Regions from separate parts of the Sus scrofa genome. Here all the other regions are linked to region 1. Evidence: chromatin contacts called from public Hi-C data. All regions are on one chromosome and are shown on one strand. Each heading gives the region's core, a stretch centred on a gene start, on an enhancer-like site or on the middle of the called end of the contact. The rest is flanking DNA. Distances are from core to core; before and after follow the strand shown. Region 1 holds the start of GJA1 (gap junction protein alpha 1). Region 2 holds the start of HSF2 (heat shock factor protein 2). Region 3 has its middle 190 kb from the start of HSF2.

Evidence for each region. A called contact is a pair of places that touch in the nucleus more often than the background predicts.
Region 2: a Hi-C map of fetal skeletal muscle shows a contact between it and region 1, with 2.1 times the contacts expected there. The contact joins the promoter of HSF2 here to the promoter of GJA1 in region 1. A contact is called at or near these places in 5 of 47 Hi-C or Micro-C datasets (embryonic fibroblasts, fetal skeletal muscle, fibroblasts and 2 more).
Region 3: a contact with region 1 is called in a Hi-C map of embryonic fibroblasts, with 17 times the contacts expected there. The contact joins the enhancer-like site here to the promoter of GJA1 in region 1. A contact is called at or near these places in 19 of 47 Hi-C or Micro-C datasets (adipocytes, alveolar macrophages, brain and 13 more) and 1 of 2 datasets of contacts at active chromatin or transcription factors (skeletal muscle).

What each region holds. Positions count from the first base shown.
Region 1 is chr1:40,999,321-41,004,190 of Sscrofa11.1, reverse strand. GJA1 (gap junction protein alpha 1) reads left to right here and starts at 2,062. Exons shown (of 2, transcript NM_001244212.1): 1 at 2,062-2,226.
Region 2 is chr1:40,177,700-40,182,569 of Sscrofa11.1, reverse strand. HSF2 (heat shock factor protein 2) reads left to right here and starts at 2,262. Exons shown (of 13, transcript XM_005659227.3): 1 at 2,262-2,486. The coding sequence starts at 2,394.
Region 3 is chr1:40,367,678-40,372,547 of Sscrofa11.1, reverse strand. No RefSeq gene overlaps it. Among named protein-coding and RNA genes, the nearest start is that of HSF2, 190 kb to the right of the region's middle. Within about 2 kb of position 2,712, at least 4 of the 83 cell types and tissues checked have an H3K27ac peak or open chromatin away from gene starts, as enhancers often do. A contact at or near this core is called in omental adipose tissue, where this site is marked.

The sequences.
Region 1 (4,870 bases), core at 813-3,312:
CAACATCCTTCTATACACCTAACAGAACAGAATTGGAAATTTAACACGATTTTTTCATTTAAAAAAATCCTGTTATAGAATAGCCAGTTGCAACTTTTCTTTAATGCAACTAATTCTGAATTAACATTTTAGGAAATTTTTTAAATAAAATGGATGATTTCAGTAATAATTGTGCTTGATAAATAATTGTACAAAAATAAAGAAAATATTTATGTAATTTTATTTATTTATTTATTTGCTTTTTAGGGTCGCACCCCTGGTATATGGAGGTTCCAAGCCTCATCTGTGATCTACACTGCAGCTAACAGGCAATGCCAGATCCCCCACCCACTAAGTGAGGCCAGGGATGGAACCTGCACCTACATCCTCATGGATACTAGTCAGATTTGTTCCTGCTGAGCCACAATGGGAACTCCCAAATAATTATGCAAATTGAATGAAGCACAGACTTTTTTTTTTTTAAGAGGGAGAAAAGGAAAACAGGTGTTCTTAAAAAGAATAAATCATATTTTCATGAATGTGTTCTGAATCAAAGGAAGTAATTTTTACTTAGGACAAAACCATAGACTCATTTGAAGGAAAAGACACTATAAATACAAGAGCAAAAGAGTATTTATGGATTGCTAAGCTTGAAGACTTGAAAGTTAGAGTACAACTTCTATTTCTTTTTTCCTCTTCCTTAACATAAAGAAAAATGTACCCTTAGAAACAGAATAGCCAGCAAATGAAAGAGCAAAATTGTGTATTAAAACTACAACCTTTCAAAAAGTGCCTTATTAGTCATTTCAATGAAATGAAATTTAGGCAAAGGTATCTATCAGAAAATACTTCCTATCCTACTTGTTTTTTTTTTTTCCTCCTAGTATTTGTATTAGTAAGGAGTATCCCCGCTGGATGAGTTTGCTTTATTTCCAGAGAATAATGCCCAAGAGAGTTCCCTGCCCAACCCCAGGAGCATCACTGAAGCCAGTTTATGAGGAACTCTCCTACCACAGCCCTCTAGTGTAGCCTCTGAACAGACCTCAAAGGACCCGGCCACTCTGAGACTGAGGACACATGACTCAGGCTGTTATAAACCCTAGTGCAGACTGTTGAAGAGGGAGGGCCCTGGAAGTGGTGGAAAAGCACATAAAAACTATACCCAGATCTCTGTGGTCAGCAGCAGAAAACTCTCCAGTGGGTTTTAAGGAGAGAGATGGTCTCAAGGAAAGCTGAGAGTTTCGGGCCTTAACATTTGAATTTTCCATAAAAAATATCCTGACATTTCACTACAAAAGAGAGTTCATTTTTGGCATGAATGGGGCTAGGATATTATAAATTTTCAGTTCCCCAGAGATTTGGTAGAGGTCAGATAGGAAGATTTAACAGTCAAAAAGTATTATAATACAGTTATGAATATAAATATATATATTTTTTGCAAAACTGTGGGAAAGAATGAAATTTAAAGCAGTCAAGGAGTTGAGAGGTGGATTTGGGATGGGCATACCATCCTAAAATGTTCGTTTTTCAAATTTCTCAATCCCATCTCCATTTCCTTTGTTAATTGTCCCTTTAAACTAAGAGGGGAGGAATTAGCTCATCAAATAACTCACTCACACCCACCTTTACACACACCTTGGCCAATAGGAAGTTTGCCCTGGCTGTACACTTTTCCACCACTTTAATTTAGTGTAATATATACATATATTACAGGAAATAAAATCTTAGAAAAGGTAGTAATAATATAAAATACATTACTTTTTATTATCCCTGGACTTTGGGTGAAAAAAGCACTAACTAAAACCCGTAATTGTTACTGTAAGAAGTAACTACAAGTAATGGCATTCAGGTCTCTAATGCCATTTCATGTCTCTCGTCAGCAGTTTTAAAGTTGGACTTCATCTGGACCTAGCTACTCCTCTGCCTCTTCGCCCGCCCCACCCCTCTCGGCTGCCGGCCTCCTCGCCACTCTCCCGCCCGCCTTTCCTCTTCCCCACCCCTTTCTCCTAGCCCCTCCTCCTTGTTGAGTCAGTGGCTTGAAACTTTTAAAAGCTCAGTGCTCCAAGTAAGAAAAAAGCTTTTACGAGGTATCAGCACTTTTCTTTCATTAGGGGGAAGGAGTGAGGAAAGTACCAAACAGCAGCAGACTTTTAAACTTTAAATAGACAGGTCTGAGTGCCTGAACTTGCTTTTTCATTTTACTTCATCCTCTGAGGCGTGCCTACTTCACTTCTTTTAAGGGAAAGAGTAAGTTTTCAAAAAGGACTTTACCTATTTCTTTCTTTTTCTACAATTAAAACTTTGCTAAAGTTTTTTAAAGTGTTAAATGTAGCTTTGATATGATATAAAGGGAATGATGAACTTGAAATGTCTAGTTTTAAAGTTAAAATGGAACTTACGGTATTTATTTTTTGACTGTTAAAAAGTTATCTTTTAATAATGCAACAGGTAGATAAGATTCATACCTTTCTGGATATTTGGTTGGTTCCTCATTTTAGAGTAGAATTTCACTTTTTTTGGTAATTAGTAATAGTCTAGACGCTTTGTAACTTTTGGGGTGGGGTGTGGTTTGGGGGGCCTAGGTTGGGGGTTTGACTGGCTACAACGAAAAAAATCAAAGTGCAAAGATGCCTAGAGTGCTTGCTATAGAATTCTACGCTTTGTGCTTTTTCATATGGAAATCTTGATTGATGTTCTCTAGCCTTGAAAAGCAGACTTCTTAACAAAGTGCTTTGTTAAGACCTTGCGGTTACTTGACTTCCACGTGGTCTCTTCGTAGAATTTCCCCCGGTAAACAAAAAGGTGTAAAAATACGGGTTGTAATGCTGAGGTTCTTAAAGCAACAGTAAAGAGTTAACTTTGTGTTAGCCGCCACTAGGGAAAAATCTTGAGACCCTCAGGGAAGCCACCTTTGACTCGACCACGTTGGCAATTCAGGAGGTGAAATCTCTTGAATGCCTGCCTGCTCGTTACTTACAAAGCGTTAAGTTAGGGCGAGAACAGAAGTTTAGAAAAGAGTGCATGTCAGGGTGCATTTTCAAAACGGTCTCCTAAGACAGGGGCTCCTAGAGAGAATATGAAACGAAATTTCTTAAGACAGCGCCTTAGAGGGAGCTACCGCCCCCCCCCCAACCCCGACACACACACACGCGCGCGAGCGCGCACACACACACACACACAAACACACTGCCACCACCTTCTGCTTGTCCGAACCTGCCACACACTAAAGAGCTCTGGGGCAACTTTTTTGAGTTTGAGCCGCCAGGGTGCTGCCAGGAGGCAAAGATAAAGACGATTTGTCATTTTTAAAGGTTCAATTTCTTACATGCTCTTGTGAGTAACCCACATTCTTTTAGCCTGAAATGCAGCCATGCATTTTCGTGCCCGGTAAGGATTTTGTCTGTTCTAATTCCAGGGACTGAAGTAATTAGTTTAAATTCTTGCTGTGACCCTACAGTTTGAAGTATTTGCACCAGAGAGTGCTCAAAAGCACATAAAAATGAAAGCTTTGGGGAAGGAGGACGGGGGCCTGGGGCCGGGCGGGCGCGGGGTGCCTCCTGCCATTTTAGCATCCGCCTGGCTCGCCCCGGCTCCTGGGCTGCCCCGGCCTCCAGGTTTTGGAAAGGTTTGCGGATATTTCCCTCAAATGCTTAAAAGTTAAACCCAGTGCAGGTCTGAGTTCCGCCACTGGAAGGGAAGGGGTGGGAGCGGTGGAGGTGGGTTTGAAGGAGATGGACATCATGCCGAATGGTAAAAGAATAGCAAATGATTAATTGAATTAAATGTGTCAATCTAATTTCCCTTTTCTCTCACCGCCATCCGCAGTGCCCTTTTTTTCTTTTTCTTTTTTTCCAAACCTGTTGAATCCTAGTGTGTAAGCCATGACGAGGAAACCTGAGTACCTTGGAAATTAATGTGTCTAAATGACACTTGTAACTCTTCAGTAAGTTCTCGAAATTTCCTAAGAATCCGGGGGTGGGGAGCGGGTAGGGGAGCGCAGAGGAAGCCACGTAATGAAATGAGTAAAGACCTAATGACATGTCCAGGAGTAAATCAGTACAGAATTTGGAAATTCAACTTTTGAGTTCCTAGCAGCGGATCGACCACAGTATCCTACTGATTAGCCCTCCAGATGTTTACAGAGCATCTCCCATAAAGTTTATCAAAAGCCCTCCTTGAGCAACCTCATCCTTATCCTAAGGTTGCCTGTACTCCCAGAGTACAAAGAGGAGCACTATAAACTTGGAAAAATAGACATTGTTGCATTTGGAGGTGGGTTTAATTTCTTCTGCCTTCCAAACCAAGTTAGTAATAAGAAGATGCTTAATCTCACCCTCTGAAAATTAGGCACATTTGAATTTAGTCTAAAATGAAGAGGCAATTTGAAGAGTAGATTATGAAAATTTTTCCTAAAGCCTAACTTTTGAACAAGGATTCTTGAAAATAAAATCCTGTAGTAATAGAGATTTAATTAAATTAGCCCTGTCCCTAAAATAGAAATAAGCCACTTAGGTAGAAAATACTTCAGGGAAAGAGTAATTCTTCTAGGTAGGCCGAGTTGCCAGAACGATGGCAATGGTAGAAAAACATTTTGTCGTGGCAAGATGTTTGTGTTGTGCTTAGTAGTTCTCCAAGTCAGGGTGTGGTTGTCACCCGTCCTTTGCTTGGAAAATGCTTTGATAATGCTTTAATTCTACTCTCTTCACTGTTTAAACATGTTCCCATTTTTCTACTACCTTTTATAGTTGATCACCACAGCTGCCCCAAACACTCAATTCCTCACCCTTTACAGTACAATTCCTACATTGCTGGCCCTTCCCAGGAAACAAAGTTCCAAGCAAGCATCCGAAAGGGTGTGTTTTCAGATACTGAGAGTTGTTTTGTTACTGAG
Region 2 (4,870 bases), core at 1,013-3,512, 820 kb after region 1:
AGTCTCCTGCCTCCAAGTGATTTGGATACAGGATAAAGTTTGAGAGCCACTGATCTATATGTGTAATATATTGGAAGCAGATCAGCTATATCATTTGAGGGACCCAATGCAAAGTGAAAATGCAGGGTCCTTTGTACAAAAATTAAGAATTTCAAGATGGTGATGTGCAGAGCATTAAACCAAGTATGGGGCCCCTATTAAGTATAGGCCTACAACTGCACAGGATGAATGCCCAAAGAGGAGTTTTTGCTTGTACCAAACCACACCACTTAGTTTTGTTTTCAGATAGAAGTAATACGATGCCATGAAAGTAGGCCACATTTCCTCCTCAGACATGATCTCCTGTGCTGTCAGTCAAATAGATTGTGCTTATTAATTTTCCCATCTTTGCTCAGTGTTATGGGATAGTTTTTAGCTATTGAAATGCATTTTTACTTCAAGACCCAACTTAAGTTATCCATCTTCTAAGTCTTGCCTTACTACCTTAACTCATTTAACTCTTGTCTTTCTAAACTTTTCAGTACTTGTTTTATGATATAAATTTAGATCTTTTTAAAAATATTAGTAACTGCTGGTCATTGTGTTCCTCTTGTTTCTTAAGTCAGAGTATGAACATCTGAAGTAGAGATGGGCTTTTGACGATGCAGTGTCATCATCATACAATGAAAAGAGGATGGGCTTTTGAACTCAATAAAGCCTGGCTGTAAACACTCCCTCTTGTTTACTACCTATAATATAGGTAAATTCACTTTGAGTCTCAGAATTTTCATTGGGAAAATGAAGTAAGACCTACTGCACTGGGTTGTTAGGAGGATTAAATTATATATGTAAATCCCTGGGCATATATAAATGCTCAACAAATATTAATTGATTTGTGGAATGTCTCCCTCCATACATTTGATTTTATTTCAGCAAACATATCATTGATGAACACAAAGTTAGTATTCAATATTAGCTCTTTGGAAATCGTGTGTATTTTATTTTTTATTGTATTAGACGTACCTAGGAAATAAATCTATTCTATGTTGAATTTCATATAAACTGTAATTGTTACCTCTAACTTGTTAGTAAATTCTTTTTTTTAAGGCCACACCCATGGTATATGGAAATTCCCAGGCCAGGAATTGAATCCAAGCTGGCAGTGACCGGAGCAGAAGCAGTCATACTCTTTGCCCACTGCCCTGCGATGGAAACTCAGTTTGTAAACTCTTATACTTACATTCTGACTTTTGCAAAAAAAAAATTTCTGTACATTTATTTTGTACAATTTTTTTGTACAATTCTTTATATATTCAAAGTATTTTCACACCTACTATATTATTAATGTTATCTCACAGGGGTGAAAGAGTTTTACTCCTAATAAAGAGATGGTAAATATTGGCACAGACAGATTAAGGGATTTCTCTAAATTACATACTACCAGTAAAATCTAATATCCATTAATGTTTCCTAAATCAGATATGCTGACTCCTTCTGTAATATTTTCTCCACTATACCAAATCTGTAAAGGACATAACACAAAAAGGACAATTATTTTAAGAATATACCTGTAAATTATCTAACGGAACAGTTATTTTGATTGAGACGCTTTCTTTTTATGCTGACCACATAGTGAGCATTCTGTGTCTGTCAAATTAAACAGCATGCAAGGTGCCTATTACAATTCTTGATTCACTGTAGTATGTGTTCAGTAAAGAGTGAGTTATTAAATTCCTCTTTTTGATAAACGCATTCTAAAGGAACAATTTTTTCCCAATGAAAATTAAAAGACAAGGTTCATTATTTTCAAGACCGTTTCAACTTCGGGCCTAGCAAATCACGCTTAAAAGCTGTTTTTCCCGCATGTGAATTATTACTCTCCTTCCCCCTGCCTGACCGAGGCAACCACACTTTGCCTACCAAACTTATGACTCAAAGGCCCCTGAGGACTTTTTGTAGCCTTCCAGCCAAAACCCAAGCACCCAAAGCCGCTTCCACGTGAAACAACCAAACACACTCCCCTGCCCCTAAGGTCAGCTACAGCGAGAGCTTCTGTATAAAAGGCGAATGAAAAGGCAGCGCCCCCCTTTTAATCCCACCCCTCCACGTCTGCAGTATCCAATCACTTTTCTTTGTCGTGAGTTCAGCGCCTGGGATTGGCTGCGAACGGAACCGGCGCGGGACCAGTGCGCACAGGCCGAGCGGGGAGACTTGTCCATCACGTGCGGCCGCCCGGCCACCCCGCCTCACTGCACGCCTGGCGGGGCCGGGGGGGCGGGGCCCGGGAGCTGCTGCGCCTGCGTTGTGGGCGTTCTCGGGGAGCAGCTGCCGCCGCCGCCACCGCCGCCGCCGCCGACGCCGTCGCTACCGCCGCGTTCGGGTGTAGAATTTGGAATCCCTGCTCCTCGTTAACAATGAAGCAGAGTTCGAACGTGCCAGCTTTCCTCAGCAAGCTGTGGACGCTTGTGGAGGAAACCCACACCAACGAGTTCATCACCTGGAGTCAGGTAAGGGTGAGGGCACGGCGGCCTCCGAACCCCCTGACTAACCTCCTCTCTCGCTCGCTCCAGCGGGGTTGTCTCTCGCGGCCTGCGGCTCGACTCCCTCTGCGAGGCCCGCGGCGCGGGGGATGGCGGGGTGGCGCGGGCCTCGGCGTGCGGCCTCGCGGGGGACCCCGGTATTGTTCGCTCGGGTAGCCGCCGGGGTCCGGACCGGCGCCGCTGGCTCAGGCCGCGGTGGGGGAGGGGCGGCCCGCGCGGGGCGCCGCTGCCCGGGAGACCCCGTAACGGTCCGGCCAGGCGGCGTTCGGAACCCGGCCTGCTGAACGCGGGCGGCCGATGAGACGCGGGGGCCACGTTACTGCACACTCATCCTCCGTCCTCCCGCCCGGCTCGCGGGCTGTAGCTCAATGAGGGCACCGGCAGCTCTGCCCGAGATCTTCACCGCGGGGTTTTTCTGAGGCGGTCGTTACCACCGCGACCTGATTCTTGCCCCCAAAACAGACACTCAGCGCGCCTCGCGCATCGGCTCTTTAGGACAGCAGTCAGAGAAGGAGGCAATTGTGTAAACGCAGGTTCCTGCTTATCAGGAGGTTTAAAAATATTATATAGAAAATGGTACATTATTCACGGGAGATCCCGAGCCATTGATATAAGCGCATTTTTAGGATTATTTTAATAAAAGTGTCCACAGACAGGTGTTCAGTAACAGAGTGAAGAGCTAAATTTCACCGGACGGTTGCCAGCAGTGTGGTGTATAGATGCCGTGATCATTGGTTAGATCCTAATTGTGCCACAAAACAAGGATGACCTTAATCAAGATCCCTGTCTTGTCTGGCCCAAGTGTCATCCTCCGTAAGATGAACGGGTTGCTTAGGTGATCCAAGACCCCCTTTAGTTCCAAATGCTAAGATTCTAATTAGAGTGATTATTACATAAACTGCGCTTACGTTAGAATACACTCTTAAGCTCTTGGAATCATTTTGTGAAGGGGAGCGGAGTTTTCTTACTGTAGATCATCTGTTTGGGATGTTATCTTGTTTAGAGGTCTGGAAAAAAGTGAAAACTACCTGCACAATGCCTAGCACCTGTTAAGTGCTGAGTAAATGTTTCCTTTTCTTCTCCCTTTCTTTTCGGTTCCTTTCCTATTATAGGAACCTTAAGTTTTATTACTTAACTTTTATGGTAATAGGGAGCACTATATTGAGTATGTGAAGTTTTGACTACTATAACAGCATATTCTGCCTTATATTGCTGTCAGTTTTTAATTTTCTTTATCTCCCTCTAGGACTCAGTTTTCTTGAAGGTCAGTATCATCGATTGAATGTTGTTTGTTAAACATTCGATGAGTTCTGTAAAGTTGTACTAAGAATGGTGAAAATAAGGAATCCAGTCACCAGTATACACTTAAAAATAAAAAATGTCTCATGCTCTTCATCAGTCATAAGGATTAAAAGTTGACAAGAATGGATCAGCACAGATTGCTATTACTCAGCAGAGTTAGGGTTTGGACTAAGAGTCTCCCCACTCCCAAGCTGACTTTTATCATACCTATCTTGTTTTTATTGCCTAGGAATGGTCCCTAAATATATTTGTAATTGGTTTTAATTAAGGGATATTTTGTCAGTGGCAGGTCTAATAAGATCTGATAGCCAAAATATTTTAAAATATTCTTCTTTAATGGGCAATATCAAATGTGGAGAGTTTCATACTAATCCATAAGTGCATCACTTTATGAATTCTAACTGAAATAAGCCACTTAAAATCACTCTTACTTTTCCCATTTTTTAAGTCTAAACTTATGTTTTAGCTATTTATTTTGTAAAACATAATAGGACAATTAAAGTATAAATTCAATGAAGGCAGGGAATGTATTTGTGCCAAGGGACCCAGTAGGTACTTAATAAATGTTTGATGAAGCAGTGAAATTCTTGGAATAAGTAATGGAAATGAGGAATGATAAAGTTAGAATTAGGCTTGAAAATCTCCAAGATCATCTGGTTTGGTCTTAGCCTTATGTGGATGAGGATTTGAGGCTTAGACAGGTTAGATTATTTATCTATAATTACAAAGCTGTCCATTATTGGAGATGGGACTCTAACATAGATTTCTGACCTCTCAAATTATTTTTCCACCAATAGCAGTACACTTAATACAGGTTATCACAGTATTTAGTTTTATACCAAAATGTTTCCCCTCCACAAGTCAGTGGACAATTCTGGATTAATTTTGTCTAGGGCTAAGCTTAGTTGTGTAGGGAAACTGTTTTACTCTCCCACAGATTTTTCCAAAAACAGGGTTAACAATGAAAGGTAAAACTTTAGTTGAACAATGATGTTAGATGGAAAAACCAAAATAATTTACTCTCATCTCTTTTAAGATGCTACTTACGG
Region 3 (4,870 bases), core at 1,463-3,962, 630 kb after region 1:
CCGGTCATAGAGGGTTTGAAGACAGGAACCAACAAGGACAGTGTACTTAATTCAAGGTCTGGTACAAGGTCAATGCTTCCAGACAAATTTGTTTATTTTTATTGATATAAGGACAACATTTGGTATGGTCACCTCCTTGTAAAATAATATATGTGGCAACCTTTAAAGAGAACAAAAATCTAAATGGAAAAAGAAGACGGTGATAAACATTTTCCTTTTTCACATCCTAGGAAATGACTCTCAGGTTTACATTTCCAATAGCATATTAGCTAACCTTAGCGGTAAAATATCTATACCCAAGCCATCAAAGGATCTAAACTATAAAACGGCGCTGACACCAAGAGATAAGTAATGCAATCCAATAAGAATCAAGCAATTCTTTTAGATAATCTTTTCCTTATATTTTTGCTCAATGCCCCAAAGTGAAATTCAATGATACCCTCAGAAGTCTCCCAGGAGTAAGGCTCTCTTACTTTTTAATTAGATATAGCAAAAACAAATGCAAAAAACCTACGATATACTTTTTACACTACACTACACACTTTTCAGTTTATATTTTCAAATTTATAGATTGTATATTCAACCTATTTGGTTAAATTGGCATCAATGCCAAAACCAAACCCTTCCTATCTCTTCTTTCCTCAAAAGACATGATGGTAATGTACTCTCTATGACCATAAAAGCACAAAGAATAATAAGGAAAAAGGATATCATAGGAAAGCAACAGATATTATTTTACAATAAAAAACAGATGATTTTTAAATGATGCTATGAGTCCTATGAAAGATATTTTAGTCTCTTGAAGTTTACTAAAAATATAATTATACTAATTACAAAACAAAAATTACCAATGTTGTTATTCTCTCAAGCCTTCAGCCAGAGGTCAAGGCAGCAGGTTTATCTAGTTTGAGCATCAACACTGCCCTTTAGCTATTTCCCTCTGCTCAGATTTGGACAATTGACACACATGGAAACAAAAGAGGCTAACACTCAGGCAAATGTTTTAGAGGTCTGGAACATTCACATGGAAGCTAACATTTAAATCTACAACTAATGTGAAGTTTTAGGAACTTCAGTCTTTCAATTACTATAGTTCATCATACAACAAATTTAGGTAAACTTAAGGAGCTAAAAGCATGGGCTTTGGAATCAGAGACTTAGAATCCTCATTTTGTCTCATAAAGTAACTTAGGATAAATTTATAAATCTCTCTAGATCTCTGTTTTTCCCTCTATTAAAAAAAAAGTATTAGTTACCTTGTGAGATGTTTTGAAGATTAAAGATTATACATTTTTCAGAACTGAGCATTGCCTGGTACAGAATAGATGCTCATTATTCTATTATATTTATTACTCATTCTTACTCTTATAAATGGGCTAACTTTTAAGAAGACTTCAGAGAAGTGTTGGAGATATAATTCTGGTTTAGCAAGCAGACAGCAATGCCAGCCACTGCTAGGTGGGCAGGCAACCGCTGATCTTTACCAGAAAGCCCTGTGGTTGCTGAATGTTGGCTCCCAACACTAGCCCACACTTCAGCTAATGGAAAAAGCTCCCCTGATAAATGTTACTAATGTTTCTAACGTGCCCACTAAGTATTGGAAGAGAAATTCCAAGAGCTCTTCCAAATCTAAACAAAATTATTGGATTTGATTCAAACGAAAAGTCTGTTCATTACCAAACTGTTTGAATCAATCCCCAGAACACAGAGCAAAATGGTTTTATTCGTTTTAATTAGGAGTCTCTTTTTGATGCCTGTGTCATCTAACAGCAGGGGCCTAAGGAACACTTCCTTGTTAGTCAATAAAGCTGAAAGCTACAAAGCATTCATAAAATTCAGACTCCAGCTCTCAGCAATCATCAATCTCTAGATTTAATAAACTTTCTAACCAGAGTCTTCATTGCCAGTATAATGAGTGACCAGTATACACTCTCAATGAAACAGCATTCTTTGTCTAGCAATACACTGATTCTGACAGATGGAAAAGGCCAACACAGAGGAGACTCTGAGGGGAGTTGCTGAGAAGTTAGCAGTATTGACTATTAAACTAAACACCATTCATCTACACACATACTGTGAAAGGTCTGAAAAATCATGTTATTCTTCTCATATTCCCATTCCAGCATACACATTTAATTTAACATAGAAGGTCTTCAGAGATCTGAATCCCTGGTCTTTCTAACATTCTGTGTACCATTTGGACAAAACAGAGTATAAGGAATAATCACTCTTTCCTTCTATGTGCCTAAGGACAATGAAAAGATCATGTATTCATATCAGCCCTTGTGTGGTACATTTGGATTGGAAATTAGAGTTGTTTTCTACTTATTTATTGCTTTGAATACTGTGTACAGAATAGAAAGAAAAGGCAATAGAAGTTAAACAAATGACTTGCCAACTTGTGTCACACCTTAATTATTAGTATAATTTATCTTTTGCCATTTCAGTGTCATTTTCACCTTACACTGTGATAGCTGGAAAGAATGATCTTCCAAACATCAGGCTGATGTTAATCAGAGGAAATTATTCCCCAAAGAAAATTCAAGACCGTTAACCTTAACTAACTCTTGCAAACTAGCATAAGTAAGTTTTCAGTCACTTCAAGTAGAATTCTGCCACTCTCCCTGGTCCCGTTCAGCATTGACAGGAATGCAGTGTTAGCAGTAGGACGCCTGTCCACATAGTCCTCTGCTCACAGCCTGCTCCAGCCACTCCATGATGAGCCATTACTGAGGGTAGATGTGTTTCCTTATGCTCGCATGGGAAAGGAAGGAAGTGTCCTGTCTGCTAAGTTCACTGCTGCTGCAACCCTTCATAGAGGACAAGGAGAAAGGCTTTCATGTGTCTGGAGACAGGGCTAGGGGATGGGGAATTCTTGAGTGGGGGAGTAAATAAGCTGTGAGTTGAAACATGTTTATCCCAAAAGAAGGAAGATAATAATAAGAAAGGCGGGAAAACAATGCAAATGCAGTGATTTGTATGCTAATAGTACCTGCTGTTTTATGACCATCACAAGTAGTGCAAACTTCCACAAGTGAGATACAAAATGAGCCAATTTTTCAGAAAATACCAACATAAGCGGGGACTGATTTTGAAATGAAAGGGAAGAAAAAAAAATGAAATGCTCTGAAAAATTTCCAAGTTTTTGATAATTGTATTTTGTGACTAAATAAAGAATAGTTTTTCAACAAAAAGATTTTTGTCAAGACTTTGTTGAATAAACACTAAAGTAAGTATACATAAAATTTGAGATGTGAGCAAAAATATATTCACAAAGTGTTAACTTCAGATTAACTTATAACAGTAAAAAACAAGAAACATTTTAATGTCCAAACCATTGCTGATTAAGAAAATTATACACTCCAATATAATGGAATAATATGAAGCCATTAAAAAGTTATTCACAAAGTTTTTATTTATATGGGGAAATACCCATAAGGTAAATAGGAAAAGTAATGTGAAATAGAAAAATCAATATTTTTGATGAGAGTCAAATTGTTCTGCTAAAGAAAGTGGGAGCACTTGTTTTCTTTCTCTCCTGGGAAAGTAAAATTGAGAAGAGAAGGGAGGAAAGATAGTAGGAGAAAGAGCCAAATAACATGAGACAATCACCCAGGAACTTTAAAGAACAAGAATACCTAATATTCGATTTTAGGATCACTTTGCCAAAGTAAACCTGTTTGGCCCTCTAAGACCTCACTTAAGAGTCTGACATAAGCAGAGTCCTTGTGAAAGAGGGGTGTTTGAGAGAAACTCAAAGCCAGATAGTGATTTCACTTATGAGTCAAAGCTTGGAGAGATATAAAGAACTTCAAATGTGAATTTGCTAGAGGCGGTAAGCTGGAGCCTGAAGTGACCATGACACTTGGGAAGGGCCCTAGATTTTCAAAAGAGCATGTGATACAAAACCCTATAGTGAGCAAGTGGTAGAGCCAAATCTGTGAATGCTCTTAATACAGTAGTTATCTTTTTTCCCACTCAATCGTGCATGCGTGAGATTTCCAAGGCATTTTTTTTTTTAAGGGAAATGACTACTTTGATCATTAGGAGAAGCAGCAGTAAAGCATTGAAATGAAGACATTTCAGTACCCACATGAAGGGACCTTTCAGAAGCTATCCAGGGACACTTGGGCAATACCCATGCCTACAGATCGAGTGGCATATAGTATATCATGTGGTTGGAAAGGAAACCCAAAAGAGAGCAAGCAAAACAAGACAATTCAGACCCAGGAAAGAAAAGTCAGCATCAGAGAAATCAAACAGAACATGTCTACATCTTTCAAAGGAACAGAAATATATGGGAAATACAGAAGATGCTGTAGTTGATTACTGCCATTTGGTAATAATCATGGAGTGTTTTACTGAGAAAGGCCCTATGAGAACTGCTTAATGTACATTGTTTCCTTTCAATATCTCAATAACATCAATGTTGTAGCTATCACTCCTAATTAACAAACAAAAAAAGAAGATGTACACAAGGACTCAGTAATTTAGCCAGTGCTACTCAGATATTAAGTGGTAGAGCAGGATCTGAACCCAGATAGTCCAACTCTAGATCTGCAAAAAAACAATGACAGTGACTTACTATGTGCTGGGCACTGTGTTAGAGGTCCTGCATGGATTACCTACATAATCCACAAAACAACCTCTTGAGGTAAGTGCTATTATTATTTATATTTATGGGCAGTAAACCCAGGTCATCCTAGCGTACAAGGAAAAGTAACTTACTGATTCACAATTTATCATAACTTATGGTGCCAAAATCTTTTTATTCTTCCATTTGAACATAAACTTTGAGGCCCACAGGCAAAAGACACACTATCATTATCATAAACCTATTTACTATTTGTATAATTATATATTTATTCAT